Regions from separate parts of the Sus scrofa genome. Here region 2 is linked to region 1. A link is a contact called in public Hi-C data. All regions are on one chromosome and are shown on one strand. The core of a region is the stretch at or near the end of the contact, and the rest is flanking DNA. Distances in the headings are between cores, read along the strand shown. Region 1 has its middle 13 kb from the start of GKN3. Region 2 holds the start of ARHGAP25 (rho GTPase-activating protein 25).

Evidence for each region. Hi-C and Micro-C count contacts between places; a contact is called where the count stands out from the background.
Region 2: a Hi-C map of retroperitoneal adipose tissue shows a contact between it and region 1, with 1.9 times the contacts expected there. A contact is called at or near these places in 2 of 5 promoter capture datasets (fetal skeletal muscle and liver), 27 of 47 Hi-C or Micro-C datasets (alveolar macrophages, blood, brain and 14 more) and 2 of 2 datasets of targeted methods (alveolar macrophages and skeletal muscle).

Annotation. Positions count from the first base shown.
Region 1 is chr3:73,478,055-73,484,553 of Sscrofa11.1, forward strand. No RefSeq gene overlaps it. Among named protein-coding and RNA genes, the nearest start is that of GKN3, 13 kb to the left of the region's middle.
Region 2 is chr3:73,645,791-73,652,289 of Sscrofa11.1, forward strand. It overlaps ARHGAP25 (rho GTPase-activating protein 25), which reads right to left and starts at 4,207. Exons shown (of 10, transcript XM_021087416.1): 1 at 3,743-4,207. The coding sequence starts at 3,803.

The sequences.
Region 1 (6,499 bases), core at 1,902-4,401:
TAAGGAAACCCCATACCCATTAAGCAGTTATTCCCCATCTCCCCTTCCCTCAGCCCCTGGCAACCACCTGTGTATGAGAGTGCCCATTTCACCATATTCTCACCAACACTTGTTATTTTTTTATGCCCCCAGCTGTGTTAGTGGGTATGAGGTGCTATCTCATTGTGGTTTTTGTTTGCATTTCCCTATTGAAGAAATGGTACTTAAAATGTCAGCTATCTAGGAATGAATTTGACCTTTAGGAGGAAGGATGTTTTGAAGGGCTCCAGTCGTGAACTCATTAATTCACTCACTCCTTGAAGCATCATTCCTTGAGCACCTTCTACAGCACAGGCCCTGGGTGCAGCAGAGATCTCAAAGATGGCTAATACAACATCATTTCCCCAAAGAGCAAGTGAGATGTTTAATTTGTAATCTATTCTGACTGCAAGTAGTTTTAAAGACGATGTGAGGAAGTGTTAGGAGACTTACCCTCACTCTAAGGAAGGCAGATAGAAGGCTTGCGTGGGAGCCAGAGCCAAGATCCTGAGGGTTCATGAAACAGGTTGTCAAATTCATGACTACGTCCAGGGCTAGACCTTCCCAGGCTGAATGAATGAGGTCTTGCTCGTGGTACCCATGTCAGGTCTCTACCACTTGTCAGTAAGTTCAGGCTCACCTGGACTGGACTGGCTTTTCTTCTCATGGAGGCAAGCCCAGTGGGCAATACACATGCTTGGTTTGGAGTGGTTCAGAGCTGGGGAGTCTATGCGAGAGAGGGTTAGCTTTTTTTTGTCATCAACTCCCAGTTCCAAATGCTGATCTAGGGGTTTGGTCAGACTTCATTCATCTGACTTCTGGCATCAACACGGTCTCTACCTACTCCCAGAATGGCCCCTGCCTGGTCTGATGCTGCCATACTCCTGTCCATTCCTTTAGCTTAGATAGATTTAGAAATGTAATATCTGCTCACCCTGAACTTGAACCTGGCATTTGACTGGATTATAATCATACCAGATCTTAATTTGTCCCCTCTCCCCTCTGGCTAGAGTGCATAGGTCCTACACGCCTGCTCAGTATCTTTTATGATGTAACCAGCTTCTGTTTACTGGGTTTGTTTTTCTTGCCTTTCAAATTGATTCAATTCATTTCATTTTAACAAATATATTTGAACACCTACATGCACTAGGCACTGTCATAGTACTGAGCAGACAGAAATGAACAAGTTAGACATTGTCCTTGACCTCATAGAGCTGACTGCCTAGTGGATGGTATGGCATTGAACATACCCATCCATTCATTCAATTGATCATTTATCCAACAAATACTTATTGTTTCCACTGGGTGTTAGACATCATTTTAGGTGCTAGGAATACAGTGGTAAGCTAGAAACAACCAGTCTTTGTTTGATGATAAGACGCTCACATTTATGGAGATAGGAATTTGGTACATAAACTTGTCTGTCATCTACTCCTCCCCCATGACTAGGCTTGTTGAAATTATTCCTTTGATATGCATCTTAACTACCTAGGGCTGCTATCCTGTTTTCCTCCACCCCAGAATCCCCTCAGGGTGCACCACTGTTTGGCTGCAGTGGCTGCAGTGGCTGCTGGCTTGATAGCCACATCATCCTTTGTCCATTGAAATGGCAGGTGTCATTCTTTGTCCACAGCAGCTAAAGTCCACCTCTGCGTTGGTTCCAGAAAGCAGTTCTTCACTCCCACTTATGCACGTCTCTCTAGCTCTTATAAATGTTTCTTCCCTATATCATCCATTTTTTGCTTCTCTTCTGGACTATTCCTATAAGCAAAAATACACTCTGTTATACCTCCCACATTCAAACAAAATAAAATGACAGAAACTGTAAAAAAAAAAAAAAAAAAGAGAGAGAGAGAAAGAAATGACTCTCTTGCAATCACCTCCCACTCCTAGAGAAAAGTCCTAGTCCTTTTCTCTCCTCCCTTTTAGAACAAAATGCCTTGAAAAAGAGGTCCATGCTGCTTCTGCCTACTTCCATGAGCCCCTCTCATCAGGCTTAGCCCCAAAGGCATTACCTAATGACCTTGACAAACCGAAGACAAAGGTCTGAGTCCTCCTCTTACTCAACAAACCAGCAGATCTGACCTGGTTGAGCCCCCTATTTCCCCTCCATGGGCCTGGCTTTGTTCCATGATTTCCAACCATCCTTCTCGCTTTCAGTTCCCCAACATTTTGAGGACAGTCCTAGACTTAGTCCTTGGACCTTTCCTCTTTTCTGTGTATATTTAGCTCACTTAGTCATTCCAACCACAGTGGTATGGTTTTAAAGAGTCTCTACTCTAATAACTTCCCAGTGTGTGTCCAGCCCAACTCTCTCTCTCTCTCCCTCCCTCTCTCTCTCTCTCGACCTCCAGACTCTAATTCTGCTTGATTAATATCTGATCATCTAGAGGTCAACATGTTCCTAACTGCACTTCAGTTGTTCTGTCCCCACAAACCTTCTGCCTACGGCCTTTCCCGTCTCAGCAAATGGAACCACCATACTTCTACTCGCTAAGGTCAATGTCATTGGAACCATCCTGACTCTTCCTTTCTTCTCACCATACTCAGTTTAGCAGAAAACCTTTCTAGCTCTACCTTCAATATATACACAGGATTAAAGAGCTTCTCATCAACACTGAAACTACTACCCTTGTTTAACCCACCCCAGAATCTTTGAAATTCTCCTAACAAGTGTTTGTCGGAGCATCCCTCTTCACTTCTAAGGCAGATCATGTTTTTCCCTTGTCAAAACTCAGCTGTAGCTTTCTATCTTGTTCAGTGTAAAAGCCACATGAGTTTCAGGAACCTCCTGGGCCCCACAGGGTCCAACCTCTGTTTCCTCTCTGCAGCTTCTCTCTTACCTCTCAACTCCAGCCACTTGGGTTTCTTACTATCTTTGCTCAGGGACTTTGAATGTTCTGTTGCATTTGTCTGGAACTTTTACCACAAGAAGTCTACTTTTGTTTCCTCATTTTTTTCCCCCTCTCTCTTTCTCTCTCTCTTTTTCTTTTTAGGGTTGCCCCTGTGGATTATGGAAGTTCCTGGGCCAGGGGCTGAATCAGAGTAGCAGCTGGGGCCTGTGCCACAGCCACAGCAATACCTGATCTGAGCTGCATCTGTGACCTATGCTGCAGTTTGAAGCAACTCCAAATCCTTAACCCACTGAGCAAGGCCAGAGATCAAACCTGCATCTTCGTGGAAACAATGCTGAGTCCTTAACCTGCTGAGCGCACAACAGGAACTCCTGCTTCCTCATCTTTTGAGGTCAAGATGTAACCTCCATCGGACCTTCCCTGGACACTCTGCCTAAGACTGCAGACTCCACCCCTGACATTCTCTGTCCCCCTTGTTTTCTCTTTCTCTGTTACACAGATCACACTATATAGTCTGCCTATAAAAATCATGCCATTTCTTCTACTAGGATGTAAGCTCTTTGAAGCTAGGGACTCCTGTCTGCTTTGTTTACTGCTTTATCCCCTGCCCATAACACAATGCATAACATCTATGTCCTCAAGAATTGATGTGAATGAAGCAGTAACTCATTACCATAAGGGCCCTCAACCAAAAAAGAGTGTCTCTGGAGAGAAGAGCAATGAGGACCCAGTGCAGATGCAAGGGGAGTGGTGGGGGAGGGGTCAGTCTTTGCTGAAAAGGGACTTTGGGGCTATGACCTTCCCGAAGCATGGGTGTGGCCAGTTGTAGGAGAGCGGGGTTGGGTGGGGAGGCAGCCTGACCCACTGGTCTGCTGGGGACAAAGAGGTTTCTTCAGTGTTAAAAGGAAAGTGCCAGGCAAACCAGGATGCGGGGTCACTCTAGAAGAGGGAAGAGAGAGTGTCCCCAGCAGAAGCTGGGACAAGCGCCAACGCTCTGTAGGAAAGGTGGCAGTGGCCAGATGGGGTGAGCCGTGGAGCCTGGGCCTGGATGTTTTCTATTGTCTGAGTGATGGGAAGCTACCAGAATGCCTCTCTTTTTTTTTTTTTAAGTTTGTGGGGGTTTTGCCATTTAAAAAAATTACAGTTGATTTACAATGTTGTGCTGATTTCTGCTGTATAGCAAAGTGACCAAATCATGTATATATGTACATATGTCTATATATATATATATATATATATTCTTTTTCTCATATTATCTTCCATCATGGTCTATTTCCAAGAGACTGGATATACTTCCCTGTGCTATATATTCACTAGGAATATTTTCTAATTCTCTGTGAAGAATGAACTGGAGGCCAGTAGGAGTGAATGTGAAGAAACGTTATTTCCCGGTAATAGGTGTTCTTGAAAGGGTGTGGGTTGTATGAGCTTCATTCCAGGTTCATTCCAGGCCCTTGGGCCTTTAGGAGAGGGGCTGAGGGGGGCCAGGCTTGGGTTCTTGCTACGCTGCCTCTTGGGGTTGAACAGAGAGCGCAGATGGGGACCTACCTAATTTCAGCTCATACAGGCACTTACTGTGAATTGCTAAGTGGGTGAGACCGGAGTGCTTTCCTGATAAAGAGAGAGCTTGTCAAGGGGGATTTCTGAGCCATTTTCTACATCAAATCAAGAGAGGTGCAAATCCCCAATCTAGATAAGAGAATAATGCAATTGCAGTCTTTGGCTTTAAACTGCACTGCAGATGAACCAACTGTCAAGGGCCCCAGCTGCCAGCGGACAGGCCTGGATGAGGAAGAATGCCAAGCACGCAGGGCTGGGACCTTGGACGTTCCAGGCCCGACTCCCCGCCCTGGACACAAGAGCAGTCCCCATGTGCTCCTGGATGGCCTGGTGTTTTACCACCAACTGTCATCATATCCAGGGAGCAGGAGGAAACCCATCCTGGACCAGGTTGTAGGGTAGGGTCTTCTGCCCCAGACTCTTTAAGGAAAAGACTATGATTTACGAAAAAGATATTGGTGAGCTCCCATTATGGTTCAGCCAGCCGGTTATGAACCCAACTGGTATCCATGAGGATGCAGGTTTGATCCCTGGCTCTGCTCAGTGGGCTAAGGATCTGGTGTTGCCCTGAGCTATGGTGTGTGTCGCAGACGTGGCTTGGATCCTGTGTTGCTGCGGCTGTGGTGGAGGCCGGCAGCTGCAGCTCCATTTGACCTCTAGTCTGGGAACTTCCATAGGCTGCAGGCAGGCAGACAAGCATTCTAACAGTTTTGTCCTTTTACAAATAAATCTTTAAACAGGATGAGAACATTACTAACCATCTTGAAAATAAAGTTGACCCCAACACTCTCCCAAAACTATGATTTTTCTTGCATAATCTCTCTGGGTATTTCCCATGGGACGCTAAAAACACAAGTCCATAAATAAATGTGGGTGGTGTCCTAATTTTTTTATAATTATATATTTCGATTAATCATTTAAAAATGTTTAAAAAAAAAGGAGGGGGGAGTTCCCGTAGTGGCGCAGTGGTTAACGAATCCGTCTAGGAACCATGAGGTTGCAGGTTCGGTCCCTGGTCTTGCTCAGTGGGTTAACCATCTGGCGTTGCCATGAGCTGTGGTGTAGGTTGCAGACGTGGCTTGGATCCCAAGTTGCTGTGGCTCTAGCGTAGGCCAGTGGCTACAGCTCCGATTAGACCCCTAGTCTGGGAACCTCCATATGCAGCGGGAATGGCCCTAGAAAAGGCAAAAAGACAAAAAAAAAAAAAAAAAAAAAAAAGGAAGGGGAAGTGGAAGATACACAAATCCAAAATCCAAAAGGTATTTTATCCCCCTAATTATATGCATAAAGTTGCAATGACCGTCTTGGTATGAAAATATTTTTATTCTTTTGTATTATTTCTATAAGATAAACTCCCAGAAGTAGATGGAAATCAAAACGTTTGAAAAACTTTCTGATTCAGGATACACACTGCCAAATTGCTTTCCAAAGTATCCTGTTCATTTGCACCTTCCCCCCAATGTACTAGGGTATACATTTTATGGCAATAAATACTATTTTTTTAAGTTTAATGATTTTAGTATGGCATCACATCTTATCTTTGTTTTAGTTTTATTTCCTTGATTATGATGAGACGATTGACTATTTTCCCAAAAGATTTCTTTGTTTCTCTCTTCCTCCCTCCCTCCCTTTCTCTCTTTTCTCTTTCTTTCTTTCTAGTTCCCTGCTAGTTATAATTCTTGTATGAGCCTCAGCTTCTCTTCTGTAAAATGGGGTTTTAGCAGCAGTACATTGCTGGACTGTTGTGGGTTAATTCGTCAGATCAGTGTTGGATAGTATTCACAGACTTGGCTGGGATGTTATCTAGACTATCTGGCTTTGGATGCCAGCTCTGATATTTGAAAGCTGATGAGGGTGTGGGTGGCAAGGTCACATTGCCAAGAGCAGGAGGGATTGGACATGTTGCAACCATCTTTGGAAAATACCCCCTGTCCCATTAATTGGTGTCTTCTTTGAATAAGTCTCTAGTTACACAAGTAATGCATCCTATTAAAACCTGAAAGTTAAGGCTAAAGTCCTTTTTGCCCAGGATCTCAATCCCCATCTCCTCTCCTACAGTAACCATC
Region 2 (6,499 bases), core at 2,957-5,456, 170 kb after region 1:
TGCTCTGCATTTTCTGCTCCTCCCACCCTTGTTCCCTCCCAGGACCAATAGGTCAGAGGCAGGTTGGCCTGGGTCACATTCTCCTGTCACTTCCAAGACCATGGTGTGGTCTCTGGCCAGGCTGCCAGCCTCTGGGGCCCTCCCCAGTTTCTGAGATGGAAACACTGAGGAGGAGAGTCGGTCCCCCCCACCCCCACCCCCGCACCCTCCGGCTCTCAGAGACTTTCACTTTCACTCCAGCTCTGGCTCAGCACTCACAAGATTTAGAGGGAGCTGGAAGTGCCACTCGCTAAAAAAATTGTTGGGGCCCCTTCCTGCACCACATCATGGGTCTGTGTCTTGCTGTTTCCCTAAGCCTGTGCTCAACCTGGTATCCTCCTATGGTCCTGCCCATCCCCTGAAGTTATAACCCACTAAGAGCCTCTTGAAAATTGACCTTGACAATGAGTTATGAGCTAATACTTGGGTTCTACCTCTAAGGGACCTTGTTAAGCACACCCTTTTGGTGATAATCCACTCCAGTGATTCTCCACTGGGAACAATGTCTCTCCCCAGATATCCAGTAATGTCTATAGATATTTTTGGTTGTCACAACTGGTGGTGGTAGAGGGGTGAGACCATCATCTAGTGGAGAGAGGTCAAGGATGCTGCTAACATCCTATACTGCACAGGATAGCTCCCATCACTCAGCATTAACCAGACCCAAACAGCCATAGTGCCCAGGTTAAGAAACCATGACCTACTACTCCTCAGTAGCTCAGCCTGGAAAAACCACAGATCATTGATTCCCTGACATGATTCCCAGCTTCACACTTCTCTCTCTCTCTCTCTTTTTTTTTTTTTTTTTGTCTTTTTAGGGCCACACTCACGGCACATGGAGGTTCCCAGGCTAAGCGTTGAATCAGAGCTGTAGCTGCCGGCCTATACCACAGCCACAGCAATGTGGGATTGAGCCACGTCTGTGACCTACACCACAGCTCATGGCAACGCCAGATCCTTAACCCACTGAGAGAGGCCAGGGATCGAACCTGAATGCTCGAGGATGCCAGTAAGATTCGTTTCCGCTGAGCCATGATGGGAATTCCCTCCACACATCTTAACAGACGTGAGCTTCTTTGACTACTGTTAAGCCAGTTCCTACAGTTGCACCTGGACATAGGATGCTAGAGAGGGGACCAGAGGTCCCCTGGCTGAGTCAGCAGCTCTCTTCCTTCAGAGGGCTCCGCTTGTGATCTGTATTCTCATCAATGTGACACTCGCAAAAGGTATTGTGGCTATAGTCCAACCTCCTGCAGCAGCCAACTTGAAATGGTATGGATAATGACAAGGGCTCCTCTACATTTCATTATGTAATTATGATTTTTTTCATTAAATAATATTAAACATCATCTGCTTGTGCTCAGTCATTCATTCAGTCAACAAATATTTGCCAGGTGCCCACTAGGACCAAGCACCATGCCCTATGCTAGATGCACAGTAATAGTCCAAGTCTACTCACTCAGACCACAGTGCCTACAGCAGGACTTCTTGATCACATAGTAAGAAGGGCTGGGGGCTTATTCGATGGCAGATGCTTGGGTCTCCCTTCAAATATCCTGATTTTACAAGTCAGCATGATGCCCAGGAGTATGCACTTTAAGCAAGCACTTGTAGTGACTTGTGATACAGGCTAACCATTGGACCATGACTTAAGAAATGCTGGCAGAAATCATGGAAATCTACCCAACTTCATCCCAGGTCTGAGATTATGCAGCCCTGTGCTGTAATGTGGTAATATCCAATATCTCTGAAAAAAAAATTTGTTTAACCATTTAATCAATTAATCATCAATGGTCTTATTTGCCATTTTTAAACAGAAGAAGAGTATGACCTATTCAAACACACTTGGCGAGAGGATAGAACTATCCTACATAAATAGAAGCAAGGCACTTTCAAAGGAACAGAACTATCATTTTACTTTTTTTTGGGGGGGAGTGTTGGGGGGTTTTTTTTGTTAGTTTTTGGTTTTTTGTCTTTTTAGGGCCACACTATGGCTTATGGAGGTTCCCAGGCTAGGGGTTGAGTCGGAGCTACAGCTGCCGGCCTAGGCCACAGCCACAGCGTTGCAGGATCCAAGCCGCCTCTGTGACCTACACCATAGCTCATGGCAATGCGGGATCTTTAACGCACTGAGTGAGGCCAGGGATGGAACCCGCATCCTCGTGGATCCTAGTCGGGTTCATTAACTGCTGTGCCACAATGGGAACTCCTGTAGAAGTTTTACTTTTAAAAACACATTTTCGGAGTTCCCGTTGTGGCTCAGTGGTTAACGAATCCGACTAGGAACCATGAGGTTGCGGGTTTGATCCCTGGCCTCGCTCAGTGGGTTAAGGATCTGCCGTTGCCATAAGTTGTGGTGTAGGTCACAGACGTGGCTCGGATCCCACGTTGCTGTGGCTGTGACGTAGGCTGGCAGCTATAGCTCCGATTCGACCCCTAGCCTGGGAACCTCCATATGCCACAGGTGTGGCCCCAGAAAAGACAAAAAAAAAAAATAAAAAATAAATAAAAACACATTTTCGTGACCTACAATAGAATAAGAATTAACCACAGTCACTGATACCACAGTCGTTAGGAGGTATGCACACTCCCCATTCTCTGAACTGACCTCAGGATCCAATGATTCCCAGGACCTCCGGTCCTCTCTGCAGACTAAGATAAATGGCTTCTCTGATTCTCTCAATTTTCCTTCAAATTCTTTCTCAGACTTACATCATTAACACTCAGTTACGTGACTTTGGAAGGGATCCCTTCTTTTCATAGCACATTAACCCCTGTTAGAAGCCCAAGTCGAAACGCTGCTCCAAGCAAAACCTTTCCAAGGCCTCAGAAACACCTTACCTCTGATCTATATCGAATACCAAGGACGTTATCTCACTACACAAGCGTAAGTAGAACATACAGGGAATCATCTCCAGCCCAACTGCTCCACTCTAAACTACCGTGATTGATACTAGAAGAAACCCATCCAAAGAACTTCAAGATAACAATTACAGAACAGATTAAAATCAATGTATCACCATCAGCACCAATGACAGGAGAGGCTGATAAAAGGCCAGTATATTTCAGGAAGCATGCCAGACTCCCTTAAGGTAATTACTCTTAAAATCTCTTTTATTTCAACTCCTTTTAAGAATTCCCTTCCATTCTGTCCCTTTAATTAAATATCTTTATTCTGCCTTCAAGCGTCTCTAAGTTCCTGTCTTGCCCGCCGTGTTTACTTTTTGCTACAAATAACACCACTCCAAGTCCCCAGAGTCCGCGAAGACGGTCTAGTGACCCAGTGAGCTCACTGAACAGAACTCCTTGTGTTCCCTTAGAGATCAAGCACTTCCAAGGACGCCTTTCAAAACCCACTCAAAATATGGATGAACGTCCAAACAGGAGGGAAATGATCCTTTCATGATAAACAAAGAAAAACTCACAGTGTTTTGTGTGATCTGTAGCCTTCATCCATCCCAAATAGCACAGATCCGGCACACGGAGGAGCTCCATTCCTGCCACCTCCCAACAAATGAAAAGCCGTCCCCAGCATCTGGGAACTTTGAGCCAACCTGTCTGTGTGAATGCAAATCTCACCCCAAACCCAGCTTTGCCCGAGAGATCCATTTTTAAGCAGACTATGCTTCCTGCAGACCGACATGCAAATGGTGGGAACTCAAGTATAAGAACCACAGATGCAGCCAAAAGGCATTGACCTTACCTATTTTCCCAGCCTCCCCTCGCAGGCTGAAGTCCCAGTTTCTCGGCAGCTTCAGGGACATGTTGCTTCTGGGTCAGGTGAGGAGCTGCCCAAGCCGGGAGTTTGCAACGATTCGCGCCCTGCTGGTCTTTTTGATCTTCTTGCTGGTGTGTGTGTGTTTTCCCCTTTGTGATGGCTTCGCAGGCACTCCTGGGTTTGAAGTTGATTCACCAACGTGTCGTCTCCTTTCTCTCAGATGAAAGGTCCATCCATCTGTCACCGGGGATGGCACCCCAGCCCTCCCCTGGTCCCTCGGGGACTCGTGCCTTGTGAAGTGTGCACTCTGCTTGTCTTGCTTTCAGTATTACCAGAAAGATCCCAGTTGACACTTCGCTCTGCGTCATGGGAAAGCAAAGCTCCTGTTCGAAAGAATCTCAGGCCTCACTGAGGCGAGGTCGTGATAAACAACGGCTGCCTCTTGGCTTTTTTTTTTTTTTTTTTTAACTGTCTGCTTCCTTGCATTTGAGGAAGTGGGTGGCTGTTCAGGGTAGATGATGCATTATAAATTCTTTCTTGAGAAAATGATTTTTGGAAATGCTTCTGTAAGTGGAGGGAGTGCTGTTAGGACACAAGCCTATAGCTCTGAGTAAAAGATAAAGAGAAGAAAATTCCAGGACCCTGGCCACCGACGTGTAAGCCTCCCTTCTCTCTTGACAGACTGGGCTTTCAAAAACTCTCAGTAAGACAAACAGCATCCACCAAAATTACCTTCCTTTATTTATTTTTAGTTTTATTTTTTTAAAGTTAACTACTTTTAATTCTTCTTGCTCTAAGGCCTACATAGTAAGTTCTCCACCTGCTCAGGACAAAAGGTTCCAAGTGATCTCAGCCTGATGTCGGGAGGGTCTGGAAGCATTTAGCTAATGAGTCCGCTTTAGCTACATAGACCCACTCACATGTTAAGATGGTTCTTTAACCTTATGTACAGGGTGTGGGTTTGGGAATCTGATTGACATGGGTTCCAAACTCAGTTTTTCTTCTTCCTAGCTCAGCAGCTGTTAACAAGCAACTGCAACTCTCTGGGCCTCAGTATCCTTGGCAGTAAAATGGGTTGATAGTAGCCATGAGTGCACAGAACTGTGAAAGCATTTAGTACAGAGCTTGACACACAGTTGTTGCACCACAAACATTAATGCAAACCTTATTCCCTTCAGTTCAGTTCTGTGACAGGCTTTCCTATGTCCAACTGGATCAGACTAACTTAAGTGATTAAGTATTTGGGCCCAGAGCCAGACTGAGGGGTGTTCAAATCCCATCTCTACTACTTTCTTGCTGTGTGACTTTGGACACGTTTCTTGACTACTCTGTGCTTTAATATCCTGATCTATAAATGAGGCAGATCACAGGGCCTACTTCAGAGGCTGTTATGAGGCTTACTAAAGATAGTAGGTGATAAGTTTCCTAAGGCTATAAGGTGGTAGGCTAATGAGACAGGAGATAAGAGTGTTCACAAGAGCCACTGCATGGCCAATGCACAAGCTCCACATCCCTTCATTCTTCAGCTCTCCTGGATGACTCTGCCATGCTTCCGCCTTTGCCTTGCACATGCTCACTCTGTTGGTGACCCGGCTTCCTGTTTCATTGAGAAAGCTGATGCTGCTGGAGAAGAAGGTCGGCAAGCTCCTGCCACCACACCTGCCCACCCGCCTGCGTTTGAGCGCGCACAGAGTCTTCTCTCAGTCATGATGGATGAGCTGTGTCACCCCTCCTCCATCTTTACCGTGTCATCCATTTCTTCCTTCTCTGGGATCATTCCCACCAATATTCAAACTTATTCTTTTTTCTTCTAGGGTTTTTTAAAAAAATCTCTTTTGATACCACTTCTCCTTTTGTCTACAGCCCCATTTGTCTCCTTCATTTCTTTTTTCTTTCATTCTTTTTTTTTCAGGGCCGCACTTGTGGCATACGGAAGCTCCTAGACCAGGGGTTGAATCAGAGCTGCAGCTGCCGGCCTACGCCATAGTCACAGCAACACATCAGTGACCTACACTGCAGCTTAGAGCAAGGCCAGATCCTTAACCCACTGAGTAGGGCCAGGGATAGAACCTGTGTCCTCATGGATACTAGTCAGGTTCTTAACCTGCTGAGCCACAAGGGGAACTCCTCTCCTTCATTTCGAGCCAAGCTTTCCTAAGAATTGTCTGTACTTGCAAACACCTGTCCCATTATTCTGTCCTGAGTGTCTTCCGTTGATGTTTTTGCTCCATGACTCTCCCTTATATATTCTTATCAAGAACACTGACAACATCCCTGTCGCTGAAGCCACTGGTCAGGTCTGCATGTCACCTCACTGTGGACACATCGGCTTACTTTCTCCAACCCCAAGCCCTCTCTCCACCTGGCTATCCTAGAACTCCTCCGTGGCCTGCTTATCTGCTCAATCTCCACCTCCTCGCTGATTCCATCTCATCTCCTTGACCTCTAAAGAGTGGAGGAAGCCTGTACCCACTCAGAGGCCTTCTTTTCCATCTATACCCACACCTTGGGGAACTCATCTGTCTCGAGGCTTTAAAGGCTATGCCTTGGATCCCTCCAATTGCTTTCCAGCCCAGACTACTCCCAAGCCCCAAACCCTACATATCTCTGCTTAGATTACAAATAGGCATCTCAAACTAAATCTGTCCAAACTTTAGATTCAGGGGAGCAGGCTGAAGGGGCAGAAGTGACCAGAGGCATATTCTTGTTGTTGTGAAGGAAGGGAATGTAAGAGGGAAGAGC